2 separate regions of the Rattus norvegicus genome follow, and region 2 is linked to region 1. A link is a contact called in public Hi-C data. All regions are on one chromosome and are shown on one strand. Each heading gives the region's core, a stretch centred on a gene start, on an enhancer-like site or on the middle of the called end of the contact. The rest is flanking DNA. Distances are from core to core; before and after follow the strand shown.

Region 1 (7,081 bases), core at 197-2,696:
CAAGGTCTCTAAAGGCAAAGATGTCCTGCTCATCTTAACACCTCTGATGCAGAAGTTATATTTCATGACAGGTGAGCATCCCTGTTGGCAAGGACGGAAGAAGCCCCTGGACCACACACCTAATTCAAAAGCAGATGCTGAGAACGGAGTCAGATCAGATCTAGATGCCTGTACTTTAGACACAGGTATGTGAATGAAGAATGATTCACAGAACAAAAGAACCTGAAACCACCCAGCTGGACAGAATCAGTTGGGACACATCTGATATGATAATTTCATGAGAGTTTTAAAAGATCCCTAGACCAACCCTATTTCCCCCAAATGTATATAAGGCACAGTGACCTCATGTTAGCGACTTACCTCCTTTTGCACCTGTCAGCCCTAAATAATTCTCATATCTAGGCTAAAAATTACAGTGTACCTGAGCCCTATCCAAATTTCTCACAAACTACAGACATGGAAGAATTTATTTAATTTCATCCTTAAATAAAATATACTTTTTATAACGTTAATAGTGGCAGAAAATTCTCACAGAAGTGATGGGCACTACCAAGATTAGCACAGACATCTTTGTGAAGTTTCAATCACAGGTCAAGAGCGTTTTTACATCGTTTCCTACCAAGTACCAGAAAATTTAATGAATCAGAAGTAGCGTTGTAGCAAGGCCATATATTGATCTATAATTATTCCATAAAGCCCTGGGGAGAGCACTAGATTTTGGCTGTCTCTCAAGGCAGTAAAGACAAACATGTGAGTGCACTGTGCTCGTGCACACAAACACATACACGCACTTCAAATCTTAACCTCTCAAAAACCCTTTTGGTTTGCGATTCCCCAAAACTGGAAAGATGTGCAAATTCATCCGGTAGCCAGAAGTAAACGTAATACAGATGTATCATAAATTACCACCTCTTTCACGCTTATTCACTCTCATGATCCCTTTCGCAATAACTTTTTATAAGTTCGCAATTATGATGCTGTATATATATGCAGTGCTACTCTTCAGTCACCCTGACGCCAAGTCTGCAACCATTGATTTGTGCTACAGTCCTCCCTGACGAGCCATTCTGGTGTTGGCTTCGCTTTCTCTCCCTAGCCTCAATTCTTTAAACAGGGGTATATTAAATCATCAGAAAGCGGATGTTAAAAGAGAAACCCTCGGGGCCTCTGCAGCTAAAACAGCCACCTGGGAGCCCCACGATTCCTGTCCTTCCACTTGCAGCTCCAGCCCCCACGCCCCCTCACCCACTAGGAAGGCCTCCTGTCCTTCAGACTCGAGACTCCACACCCACACGGATATACACCTTACCTTTATTCTGCTTTAGTCTCCTCAGCTCTTCTTCAGAGAAGCCAGCCCAACCCTGAGCCATCCGCCTAGCCCTAGGCACCCAAAGAGTGCCCAAATCCCGGCGCGCAGATTGCCAACACAACTCCACAGGCACATCCGGGTTCCTTCAGTGGATGCGGCGAACAGCCAATCAGAGCGCTGAACTGTGGCGCTAGGACCCTCTCGTCATTCGGGGGCCTGCGCCCCTGGAGCTGTCCGAGCGATGCCTGAAGAACCATCTCGACGGACCGCACCACCACCGCCTTCGTCTCCACTCCTGGGCCTCTGCTACACGTTCCAGTTCTTCCTTTTCCATAAATTTTGGCAAGATGGGGACTATGGGAATGAGAAGAAGGGCTGATGCAAACTGACAGGGAGGCTTTGGCAGAGGAGGCCTAAAGAGGGCGGGTCCTGTCTGACCAGCTGGGCGGAGTCAGTGTTGCCTGGGAGGTGGGCTGTACCGGAGCATCCTTGGCTTGTAGATTCTAAGTCATGGAGAAACATGGAGTAGGGGTGAGGTATAATCAATGGCCAGTTCTCTGCCAGACAGTAGTTATCTAGCAGATTTCATTTTCTTATTTCTTTGATGAATGAGACTCAGTACCTAACCCTTATACCAAGAGATTTTGCTGGTCTCCAATTCACAAATCCTCCTGCCAAGTGCTGGGACTATAGAAAGAAGTGCCGCATCACCACACCACACTCAAGTCCTAAGTGATGACTATTTTTGGTCTAAAGCTGTCTTCTTGAGCTTCCATTTCAACGTTTTAAGTAGAGTTTAGAAAAATTAAAAGCTGCAAAACTTGTCAATGTATGCCTAAGTCAGCGTTTTTTTTAAACCGACTAATCGTTTCTATTTTCATTATTTTTACTAAAACCCAAAAACATTACATTGGCTACATTGAAAATTTAAAAGTGTATTAATTTCCAGCCTAGGAGTCAATGTTTTTAATCAAGTTGAAATAAAACAGCATACCGTAAAATATGACACCAATGATTGGAATGAGCAGTTCAGTTTAGATAAGTATCAGAAAAAGGTTCGACATCTTTCTTATAATCTTTAAACTTTGAAATTCAATGGGTTTTTCCCAAATTCAAGGATGCCACACATGCTTATCTTAAAGATGAGTTTATTCTCACTATATTTAAAAGGTAAAAATAACCATCTAAAAGGATTAGTTTTGTTCAAGTTTTGAACATAGACTAAATATGTAAACAGGTATACGCTGACTACAGGATAAAGTGTAGCAATCTGTCACAATCTGGTAGCCGATTCAGCTTACCCTCTGCACACAATAACCGTTTACTAGTGACCCAACAGCAATCTTAAACCAATGTGTGTGCTCTCTGTTACATTTTATTCATTCATTTTCTATGAGTTTCAAGAATTATCACTAATCTTAATAGAGTCAATAATGATGGCATTTTAAAAGGTTCTGCCTTGCTTATGAATGCAAATCAAGGCACCAGCAAGAGATAATAAAAGCCAATAAAATCCATCTGTATAAAGTTATACTTTCCCATTTGTAACATTCCAAATCTCCTTTTCCTTGTTCTGTTGGCCCTTCCTCAAGGAGCCCACTTTTACAATGCTGTAGGATATACTGGTGGAAACTCAGTTCCAAAAGTCCTTGTTCTGTAGGAGAATTTTGTTCTGAGTTGAGGGAATATCTCTAGAAGAGTTTTGCTGGAAATCTCAGTCATGTTAAGCCAACTATATTTAAAGGGAAAAATTTCCCCATTTGTGTAAAAATCTGGATCCTATACCATATACACCAGGCGTGTTATTGTTTCCCTTACACACAGAAGGCTTCCTTATTTGCCAGAGCAGTAGGCTGTGTTTTTCTAATCTCTATATGTTCAGGCTCTTAACTAGTTTGTTTTCAGTTATCTGTAAGAAACTCAGTCTTGAGTAGCTATATTTTGTAGTATTTTCTTTTTATATTCTTTTAAGTTCCATAATGTACATTTTTGTATTTAAATATATATATATTTGTATATATATATATATATATTTCAGCATGTTTGTGTGTTTATAAAAAGGTATCATATGTGACAATTTGGACTGTAATATTTTTCCCCGGTTGATTCTTCACTAGATGATTGGTGTTTTTTTAAAACCAAAAATCTAGAGCCAGATGTGGTGCTCCATTCCTATAATTCCAGCACTCAAGAGGCTGTGGCATGAGTTTGAATCCAGTCTGGGTTACACCGTGAATTAGAGACCACCCTGGCTGTGATGTGAGACCCAGTGTAAAACAATAAAAATAACTGATATTTTTTTAAAAATAGAATTGTGTGTCTAGTGCATTTATAAAACTGAGCTGCCCGGCCGGCTCAGGCGATTGAGGTACGAGCTGTGGAAACTGGCATCGTGCATTCAATTCCTGGTAACCCACATGAGGGTGAATGAAAGAAGTTCGTACAGAGTGGTGCTCAGATTTCCATCCCCATGGCGTTGTATACACGCCCGCACACATCCTCCCACACAAGGTAACATTCATAACTTGGGAAATAATTTCCGACTTCACTTGGAATAAAATCCCAGATCCTCTATGATCCTACGTCATTGGCCTCCTCCTCCTCCTTCTAGAGTAAGCTGTCTTTCTTCACTGTCCTTAAACTCCAATCGGATGGATTTGCTCGGACCTTTAGAATGCCCAGGGCTTCTCCCTCCTCTCTGCCGGCCTAGCCAGAGCTTTCCCAGTCACCGTTCCTTAAGCTGTTCTCTTCACCTTGTCCATTGATCCTTCCTGCTTAAGTTATGGTCCTCAAGTCCACATAGGCTTTATACGACCACACTATCTAAATACCAGCCTCCTATTTCCTGCACTTTTATGACTTATACAGCACTGAGTGTAATATCTAGGCGGTTTGTATTTTACATTTTTATTTTCTATCCCCCAGTTTGATAAGAGTTCCACGATATAAACTTTAACCTCTTATTTACCCAGCATAAAACAGACTAGCAGCTGCTAAAAACCAATTATGTATTAAAAGAACAAACCTTTCTAAGTTTAATGTTCATTTATAACATTTTCACATTTAATGCACTTGAGATTTCTTTCTAGAATGAATTTCTATGGTGCTGAAAATATGAAATATTTTTTTATTCTTCTTGCAGCTTTGAACTTTTTAGTTAATAAACGCATTTTAACTAGTTGAGGAAAATCAGAAGGGCCTTTATTATTTTTTAAGGTCCGATGTTAGGCACCTTCTTCACTCCAGATAGATAGAATGGAAGAGTAAGGCTGCTTTTGCCTCTCAGTTTCTGAGAGCAGTCAGTGTTCCAAGGTGAAATAGAAGGCATGGCAAAGTAGCTTAGTTTACAGTGGCTGCAGTATACGGCAGATGTTGGTTTAAAAACAAAATCCCAATTGCTCAATTTTACCAGTTGAAGACTCAGGAGCCAGATGCTGGGATGAAAATCTGCTAGCTCAGAAAGACAGGGAAGTCACCCAGTTGACTCCTCCACAACTAATATCTCAGAAGGACAAACAAACAAACAATTCTCCCACTCCACAATATCTTAAAACAAAACAAAACAATTGAATGTTCCCCCTTTCTACTTCTGGTGCATCCCGCTGTCTATCCTCCTAGCCTCCTCTCACTCTCTATTTTTATTTCATCTGTACGCTCTTCCTGCCAACTGGTTGCTTGGTCTATCTCTTGACCTATGGTTGACATTATTCAATCTTGTTTACATGAAGCAGAAAGCCCTTTGATTAAAGGTATGTGCTAAGTTTGAACGGTACCACAACTAGAGGCAATTTTTTCCAGGCTACCATCTTGGGGTTCACAGTGTGATCAAATGTCCTATCATAGACAGAGGCTAGTATATCATAGAGGATCAGGAAACAGAGAGCATGACACTAACCAGAGACTGGGTGTATCTTCAAAGATCTGTGCCCCAGTGACCCTTTTGTATGGACTAGTTCCTACTTCCTGAAGATTCAGGACCCTTTTAAATTAGTGCCAACAAATGGAACAGGTATCCAAAACATGACTGTATCTGAGAAGTTGCCACTTCAAACCTTCCAAGTCTTAACAGACTACTTTAGCAAACTTCACAGTTTTCAGCGTATGGTCCTTATACTTCTGTCCAATATATCTCTAATCAATAGCATAATGCATTATAATTAGTTTTATTTACTTAAAAATCCTTCAATTATCCTGTATCTATAGACGCTACGGTCTGAATGGTGGTATTCTGGAAAATCCAGCAAGCTAGAATGAAGAGGTGACTTCTTTAGGGGGATTGCTAGGTTAAAAGAGCTTTTATAACCCTGGTGAATGGGATTCATGTCCATATGGAATAGCATGAGAGACCCTGTGTCCCCCTCACTATGATAATACACCAAGAGAGCAGCTTGTCAGAAGTAGAAAGCATCCCATCACCATAGGCAGGGGGAGCACGGAGCTTGAATGCTTCAAGCTCCCAGATGGCGAAATATAAACTGTGTGTTTGTAAAATCTATTCAATATGCAATGTTTTGCTATAACAGCCAAATGCACTAATTATATATGCAACTAACGCCTTGATTCTCCTATGGTCTGTTTGCCTTTTGTTCCCTTTCTTGCATTTCTGGTGGATGTAATAAAATAAAAGTGGGATCAACTAGCCTATTGGATTCCGTCTGGGATGGACAATCTCCATTATCCACTTGTTTGAACTGACAGACGTCTTCTCTGGGTGTCTAGGAGAGCATCCCTGGAGAGGACTAGACAGATTATGTATGGGTCCTGATCTTTCTAACTGGCTTACTATGCTATATCATAGGATTGGGTGGAATGACCTCTCCATGCTAATTATCTCAACTTCAGTTGTTTGACATGCAATCATACACCCTCACTATTCTATTCAGTGAATATAGTGTGCCTTTCCCTTAGGAAAATTATCTCTCTTTTCTTAACTTATTTGCATACTCTTTGTTTTATTACCTTCACTAGGGTTAGTTTTTAAGATCGTAGCCCAGTGTGCCTTTCCCTTAGGAAAATTATCTCTCCTTTCTTAACTTATTTGCATACTCTTTGTTTTATTACCTTCACTAGGGTTAGTTTTTAAGATCGTAGCCCACATTTACTCATCATTGTCTGTCTGTCCTATAATGTCACATGTAGTATGAAAGCCTTATCAATGTAGAGAGTCCCATCTCCCATTTAACCTTCATGTTATTTTATCACATTTCATGATACCTATACCATAATTCCCATATGGCATTGTTAACTTTGTTAGAACTATCAAATATCATTTAAAGAAAATTTAAACAAGAAAGTCCTATTGATTGGTCATTGAATAAATCATGTTTGCACAGTCACGTGAACAACTGAAAGGAGAAATGATTTATTTGTGCTTATGATTTCGGAGAACTCCTCCCATGGCTGCATGACTCCATGTGCAGAACATAAAGGAGGTGAGATTGTGTGATAGAAGATGTTCTTCAACTCGCATCAGATAGGTAGCAGGGAGGAAGACAGAAACTAGAGACAGATATAACCTTCAAGGTACACCTACTTCCTCTAATTGGCCATATCTTAAAGCTTTCCAGAACCTTCCAAAATAGTACCACCAGCTGAGACCAAAACAAGCAAGCATGTGGAGGACATTTTATATTTTAACCAAAGACCTCTGTAGAGATAACTATTTGTACCTTTCATTTCTTGATGCATATCCATATTTCCAGCAAATGTTATTTTTCTTCTGCAAGTGTAATGAATTCTTTAAGCTTGAGTCTGTGTAAAATAGTTATTGCT
Region 2 (6,684 bases), core at 4,032-6,531, 380 kb after region 1:
GCTGACATCTGTGGTTTTATACAGGTTGCAAGAAATTCGTTCAGGTTTTTCTAGGATTTAGAGTCTCTGCTGAGAAGTTGAGTGTAATTCTAATAGGCCTGCCTTTATATGTTAGTTACATGGCCTTTTCCCTTGCTGCTTTCATTATTCTTTCTTTATTTTGTAAATTCTGTGGTTTGATTATTATATGGTGGTAGAATTTTCTCTTTGGTCTGACCTAATTAATGCTCTATAAGCTTCTAATATGTTTATAGGCATCTCTTTCTTTAGGTTGGGAAAGTTTTCTTCTGTGATTTTGTTGAAAATATTTTCTGGTCTTTGGAGATGAGACTCTCCATCTTCTTCTATTGCTATTATTCTTAGGTTAGGTCTCTTCATGGTATCCCACACTTCCTGGATGTTTTGTGTCAGGAAATCTTTAGACTTAACACTTTCTTTGACTGGCACACCAATTTCTTCTATCATTCTTCTATGTCTGAGAGTTTCTCTCCTATCTCTTGTATTCTGTTGGCGATGCTTGCCATTGTTCCTGTTCTCTTCCCTAGGTTTTCCATCTTCACAATTCCCTGTTTTTGTTTTTGTTTTGTCATTTTTGTTTCTTTTTCTATTTTCAGGTCTTGAACAGTTTTACTTATTTTCTTCATATATTTAATTTTATTGACCTATATTTCTTTAAGGGATTTATTCACATCCTCTTTGAAGGCCTCTATCATTTTATAGGATCTGATTTAAGGTCATTTTTTGTGCTTTGGTTATGCTAGGATATCCAGGGTTTGCTGTAGTAGGGTTGCTGTGCTCTGAAGGGGTCACATTGCCATGGCTTTTGTTGATTGTGTTCTTTCGAGGTTTGGTTTGTTTTTGTTTTTGTTTTTTCTTCCATCTGGATGACTTTGGTCATCTGGATGTTCTTGTTGTAGTGAGGAGGGTGCTTAACCTGGATTGTCCTGGTGTGGCAGGCCTCTGATGGACATCTCTTTCTTTAATTTGCCTGGGATTTCTGTCTTGGGTTAACTCAGGACATGTTTGCTTGTCCCTATTCTGTTCATTATTTTATTCTAAGAGTCACATAAAGTGCTTAGAGGTCCTTGTATGTTGTTCCTATATTTTCTTTTTTATTGGTTATTTTATTTATTTACATTTCAAATGTCCTCCTTCCTGCTCTCTCCTCTGCAAACTCCCCCCTTTGTCTCTATGAGGGTGTTCCTCTGCCCACCCACCCACTCCTGCCTCACCGCTTTAGCATTCCCCTGTGCTGGGGCATCAAGCCTCTACAGGACCAAGGGCCTCCCCTGCCATTGATGACAGATAAGGCAATGCTCTGCTACATATGTAGCTGGAGCCATGGATCCCTCCATATGTACTCTTTGATTGGTAGTTTACTCCCTGAAAGCTCTGGAGGATCCTGTTAGAAAATGTATTATAGTGTTACAGCAAGCCAAAATGATGTTTACATCACACCTCCAGAAGCTTATAAATGTGTTACCTTTTGAGACAATAACATATTTGATTAAAATTAAAGACCCATCTTGACATGGAGAGGTTGTTCTAAAGTTTCCAGATAGCCCATATAGGTTTTTAAATGTATAAACTATTTCTTGGCTATGGGGAGACAAATAAAATGAAACATGGATCAGCAAGAGAGAAAGATGAGAAAGGTCTGAGGTAAAATTGCCAGCTGTGGAGACAGGAGAGGCCATGACAGAGGAATATAAATGGGCTCTTGAATGTGGGGAAGGGGAAGATGTGGGCAGACATGAAGAGTATTCAGAAAGGGATAAATCTTTTCATCACATCCTGGCTTTAGCCCAGTGGGACTTATTTGATACTTATGACCCACAGAACTGTAAGCTAATAAATGTGTGTTTCAAACTACAAAGTTCAAAATGCTTTATTCCTAAACAATATGGGTATAAACTAGTATCAGTGCATAACATATTTATCATGGGCTACACTTCCATGACTGAGAACATTAAATTATCATGTGTTAATAGTACTTTTTTATTTGTAAAACATATTTTTGCTTATTTTAAGTTTTATAACTGAGTTCTAAAATTTTAATGCAGGTAATTGATCTTATCTATTTATGAAAAATCCTTTCTGTCATACTCTTACCTTTTCATTTTTAATGTATTTTTCAAAAAAAGAGTCAAATTTATATTTTTCTTTTGCAGTTAGTTCATTCGGTAGTAATAAGACCTTTCGAAATGTTATACTGGAGACTATTTAGGGAGCAATAATGGGGCACACTGCCCTCAAGGGTATCAAAGGAAAAGAATCTGGAATGTTATCCACACCCCAAAATAGACCCAGAACACATTTGGTTAGATGACACTTTGGAAATGATAAAATTCTGAGAACAGAACACAGATCCATATTTCCCTGAACTGTTAATATAGGATGCCACCAAAAGGAATGCATGGAATTCTAGAAGAATGATAGTACTCTATTTTTATAACTCTGAAAATTATATAACTTAAGAACTTTAAAAATCTCACAGAACCATACACCAAGAAGAATTTATATTATTGCAAGTAAATTATCTGAATTAAAAAGTCTTGTATGTAATTTTCAGTAGTCTTTTTGTCTTCACATCTTTCTTATGTAGACACTCTGGCTAATTGTTTGCATTGTCTAAAGTACTTCAGATCCAGTTTTTAAGTTGCTTTTTCACAGTTCTCAATACACCTGATCATTCTTGAATAGTCTTCATTGTACAAAGATACTAGGATTTTCTCTGAGACACAAAACTAAGAGCATGATGGTTGATATTTAAAGTATCCAGCCTTACAAATAATCAGACATGTTAGTCTCACATAATTTTTCGACTGTACAATCCGCTACAAATGTGGACCAAAAAAATCTCTAGGGCTTCTCATCCTCACCAGATACAGTTCGTTTTGCTCCTTGGCTACTGGTAAAGTGGAACACCTTTACCTCATCCTTTTTCCTTCCTTCCCTCCTTCCTTCCCTCCTTCCCTCCCTCCCTCCTCCTCCTTTCCTTCCTTTCTTCTTTGTTTACTTTGTATTCCTATTTCCTCCTTTGCCCCTTTTCCAAGTAGGTTATATTTTCTGCAATTTATAGCAGAGGATCATAACAGAGCCCAAATAGTAACCCAGTCTTCGTTTGTATTTGCTGCAAATGGCTTATGGCATTTTTGACTCATCCTTTTGCTTTCTTTGGTGTCTTTGTTGCTAAGCAGAAATTAATTTTTTTAATGTTCATGGCAATTAATGTTTATTTTTAGCTGAATCGCCACTCTATATTTAGTTTCCTGCACTGAATTTGCACTGAAAATTTCTTTAAGGTAAAGCCTACAGCACTGCCTGCCATCAGTTAATGAAAAGAACAACAAAAATGAAGAGACAGGCTTCATAAGAAAGCCACATACTTACATATTCAATCTGACAGCAGTGCTTTGTGGCTGTGATGAAACACTAACCAAAGCAACCTGGGAGAAGAGAAAGAGGTTTATTTGACTTAACAGTCAACTCAAGGCAGGAACGTGGAACTAGAACTGAAAAGACTATGAAGGAATACGGCTTATTGGCTTGCTTCAAAGCACACATTCAGCTACCTAACTCTCTCTCTCTCTCCCCACCCCCCACCCCCCCACACACACACACGCACACACGCACTGCTGTCAGATTGAATATGTAAGCATGTGGCTTTATTATGAAGCCTGTCTCTGCATTTTGATCTTTTAATTTTAGGTATATAAAGGCTTTACATTAAAAGATATTTTTAATTAGCGTGTGTGTGTGTGTGTGTGTGTGTGTGTGTGTGTGTGTGTGTGTGTTCTGGACACATGTATAAGTCAAAGGACAACTTGCAGATGTAGGCTCCTCTCCTCCCATGATGTGGGTCCCTGAGATAGAACTCACATTATCAGACTCGGAGGCAGGCTTTGTTACCCAATGAGCCATCCTGTCATCCTTTACAAAGGTTTTGAAGCAGTGCTTATCAACCTTCCTAACACTCTGTGTGACTCTTTAATATGTTCCTGATGGTATGGTGACCCCCAACCATAAAATTATTTCCATTGCTACTTCATAACTGCTGTAATTTTGTTACTGTTGTGAATCTTGATGTAAATATCTGTGTTTTCTGACGGTTTTAGGAGATCCCTGTGAAAGGGTCCTTCGAACCACAGAGAGGTCAGGACCCACAGTTAAGAACCACTGCTTTAAAGTAGTCTGCCCTGCTTTTATAATTGTTAAAGATGTTGTGACCGATAGTTTGTACATTTTTGCCTTGGTTTGAAGAATCTATATTTGAAATAGAAGTCAAGTTGGGAAGAACTCCATATGTGACCTGCTTAGACTAATCATCAGAGTGTGAACGGAGAAGAAAGGCTGAATATCATGACTACCTTAAAGACAGAATTTTGTGACAGTTCATTAAGAAGACTTGTATAAACAAAGAGAACTGAAAGTTTGCTCCGAATTCCATTCTTGATAGATTGAAAGAATAGTTACAACTTTAACCGAAATAAATTTAATCGGCGTGAATGGGGAGGGGCATAGAACATCTTTTTAATGTCTCTCTGTGTGACATTTTACACATAAAGATCAATCACTATTAACTCATTTAAAGGAGTGGCTAACAATGTACTAGAAGACAGTGAAGGACAGGTTAAAGGATTCCCCATCTCGAAGCAGAGCAGACAGCTTGCCACTGCTAAAAAGCAGCTCTTTTTTCTCTATACATTGTCGACAATTGCTTGCCTTGGAAGAACGATTGCTCAGGAATCAATGAACCATTTGGAAGTTCAGACATTGGCTTGTTGTAATAGAAGGGAGTGTTTTCTACTTTATGATTTTAATTGCCATTTTCAAAGTTGACTCTAGTCCTATACACTCCATATCACCAACTATTTCCACCAGCTAGAATTCAGTGCAATCAGTGCAGAACCTCATATGTTCCAGAATAGAAGCTCCACCGTAGAGGTTGTTGTCAAAGGCTACCCTGATGACCGTCATTAGCTAAAAGGTTTACTGGTTACACTGTCTTATTTCACGCTAAGGACTTTAAACTCCAGTTTTGCAGATTGCAATGCTTTTTCCTTTCCTATCCTCCAGGGGGCAGTGACCGGGAATACGCCTCCTAACCACACGCTCCCAGATCAGCACCAAACCCTTCCCCGCAGTTCCTGGGAACGTCAGATTTGTCGCAGGAGCCAGGGCCTCAAACTGGGCCTGCGCAGATTGTAGCTGTCGCGTGAGCGCATGCGCTTTGCGGAGAGTCGTGCCCTGACGGCTCTGGGCGGGTCTGGGCTGCTCCAGTGTTTTGGGGCCCAGGAGCTGTGGGAGGGGCCGGCGGCCTCACCGTGGTAACCGCTGCGCCGCCGCTGCCCCGCCTTGCAGGCCTCGGGACTGTCACCGCCTCTGCTTTGAGGGTACCTTGGCCGGGTCCCCGGAAGTAGCCCTCCCAGATCCTCAGACCCTCCCATTCTCCCCACGCCGCTGCTGCCGCCGCCATGCAAAGCGAGGACGCCAGATACCTCAAAAGGTGACGACCGGGGCTCCGCCCTGAGCAGATCCTTAGGTGTTAACCCTCTGACCATGGGATGTCCAGGGGCAAAGCTAGATATGTGAAGGGGTGGAAAGCAGGGAAGAAAAGAGAAAATGATGGGATGGAATAAAGGATGGACCCTGCGGCGGGGCGCGAGGTCCTTAATTCACTTTGGCTTGGAGGCATCCTGACAGCATCTATGATGGTGTCCTTGGTATATTAATCTATAACCGCAGTGAGAGGCAGGTTGGGCGAGGTAAACCCCATATTTCGTGTTTTTTGTTTTTGTTTTTTCCTATCCCACTCTCCTGGATTTCTCAATAGATGAATCCCATGGGAACTTGGAAATGAATTGTGTCACATCACCGATTTGTGTTCAGTTTGAGATTCGTAAATCATGGCGGGGGGTGTGGAATAAAGGCAGAGGTGGTGGTTTTTGCTTTATGCAAGACTGGATTGAGATGTTGAGTCTTCTGGTCTTGGTCCATTTCACCCACTTGACGGTGACATTCACTGTATAATTTCTGTAGGAAGTTCATTATTATTATTAAGACCTTGGCATGAAAAAGCCTACTTTTTAAAAAAAATATGTATGATATCAGCCACACCAAAGAAAAAGGAAATTAAGGAAATTTTGTGAGATTCCTTAACTTCTGTCCAAAATAAGACCACCCATGGTTAAAAAAAAAAATATACCTCCCACTGGATCAAGTGTGAGCAAGCAGTGAATAAATTAAAGAAAATGCTAATTTGGAGTCTCTATTTTTAGTTAAAGCTCTGTTGCTAATCCACTGCAAAAAGCACACAGATTTTTTTTTTTTTTGGACATAATTACTTCATTTGAGAATGAGAGACATTAAAACATGCCTGTTAGGTGGTTAAGTCCTAATAAAATTTGTTGAGTATATTTTCCCTTACTGATAGGGTTCTAGCCATCACAGAAATATCTTACAAGTGTTAGTGGACTCTTAACATAGTCAAGCAATTGTAAGATAAATCAACTGTACTGCTTTTATAAGACAAAGGGAACATAGTGCTTTGTCTTTTTCATTTTATATCTTTAATGGAAAAGGCAAATGAGAAGACTTTCAACAGAGATTTGTAAAAGGAATCAAAACAAATATATTTGTAAAAGGAATCACAACAAATATATAGTCAGTCCTCATTCCCAG

The links. A called contact is a pair of places that touch in the nucleus more often than the background predicts.
Region 2: a Hi-C map of Schwann cells shows a contact between it and region 1, with 2.9 times the contacts expected there. The contact joins the promoter of Kifap3 here to the promoter of Gorab in region 1. A contact is called at or near these places in 4 of 12 Hi-C or Micro-C datasets (Schwann cells, frontal cortex, mammary epithelial cells and 1 more) and 1 of 1 datasets of contacts at active chromatin or transcription factors (oligodendrocytes).

The regions. Positions count from the first base shown.
Region 1 is chr13:78,294,042-78,301,122 of GRCr8, forward strand. Gorab (golgin, RAB6-interacting) reads right to left here and starts at 1,447. Exons shown (of 5, transcript NM_001100563.1): 1 at 1,310-1,447. The coding sequence starts at 1,370.
Region 2 is chr13:78,666,020-78,672,703 of GRCr8, forward strand. It overlaps Kifap3 (kinesin-associated protein 3), which reads left to right and starts at 5,282. Exons shown (of 20, transcript NM_001401347.1): 1 at 5,282-5,509. The coding sequence starts at 5,478.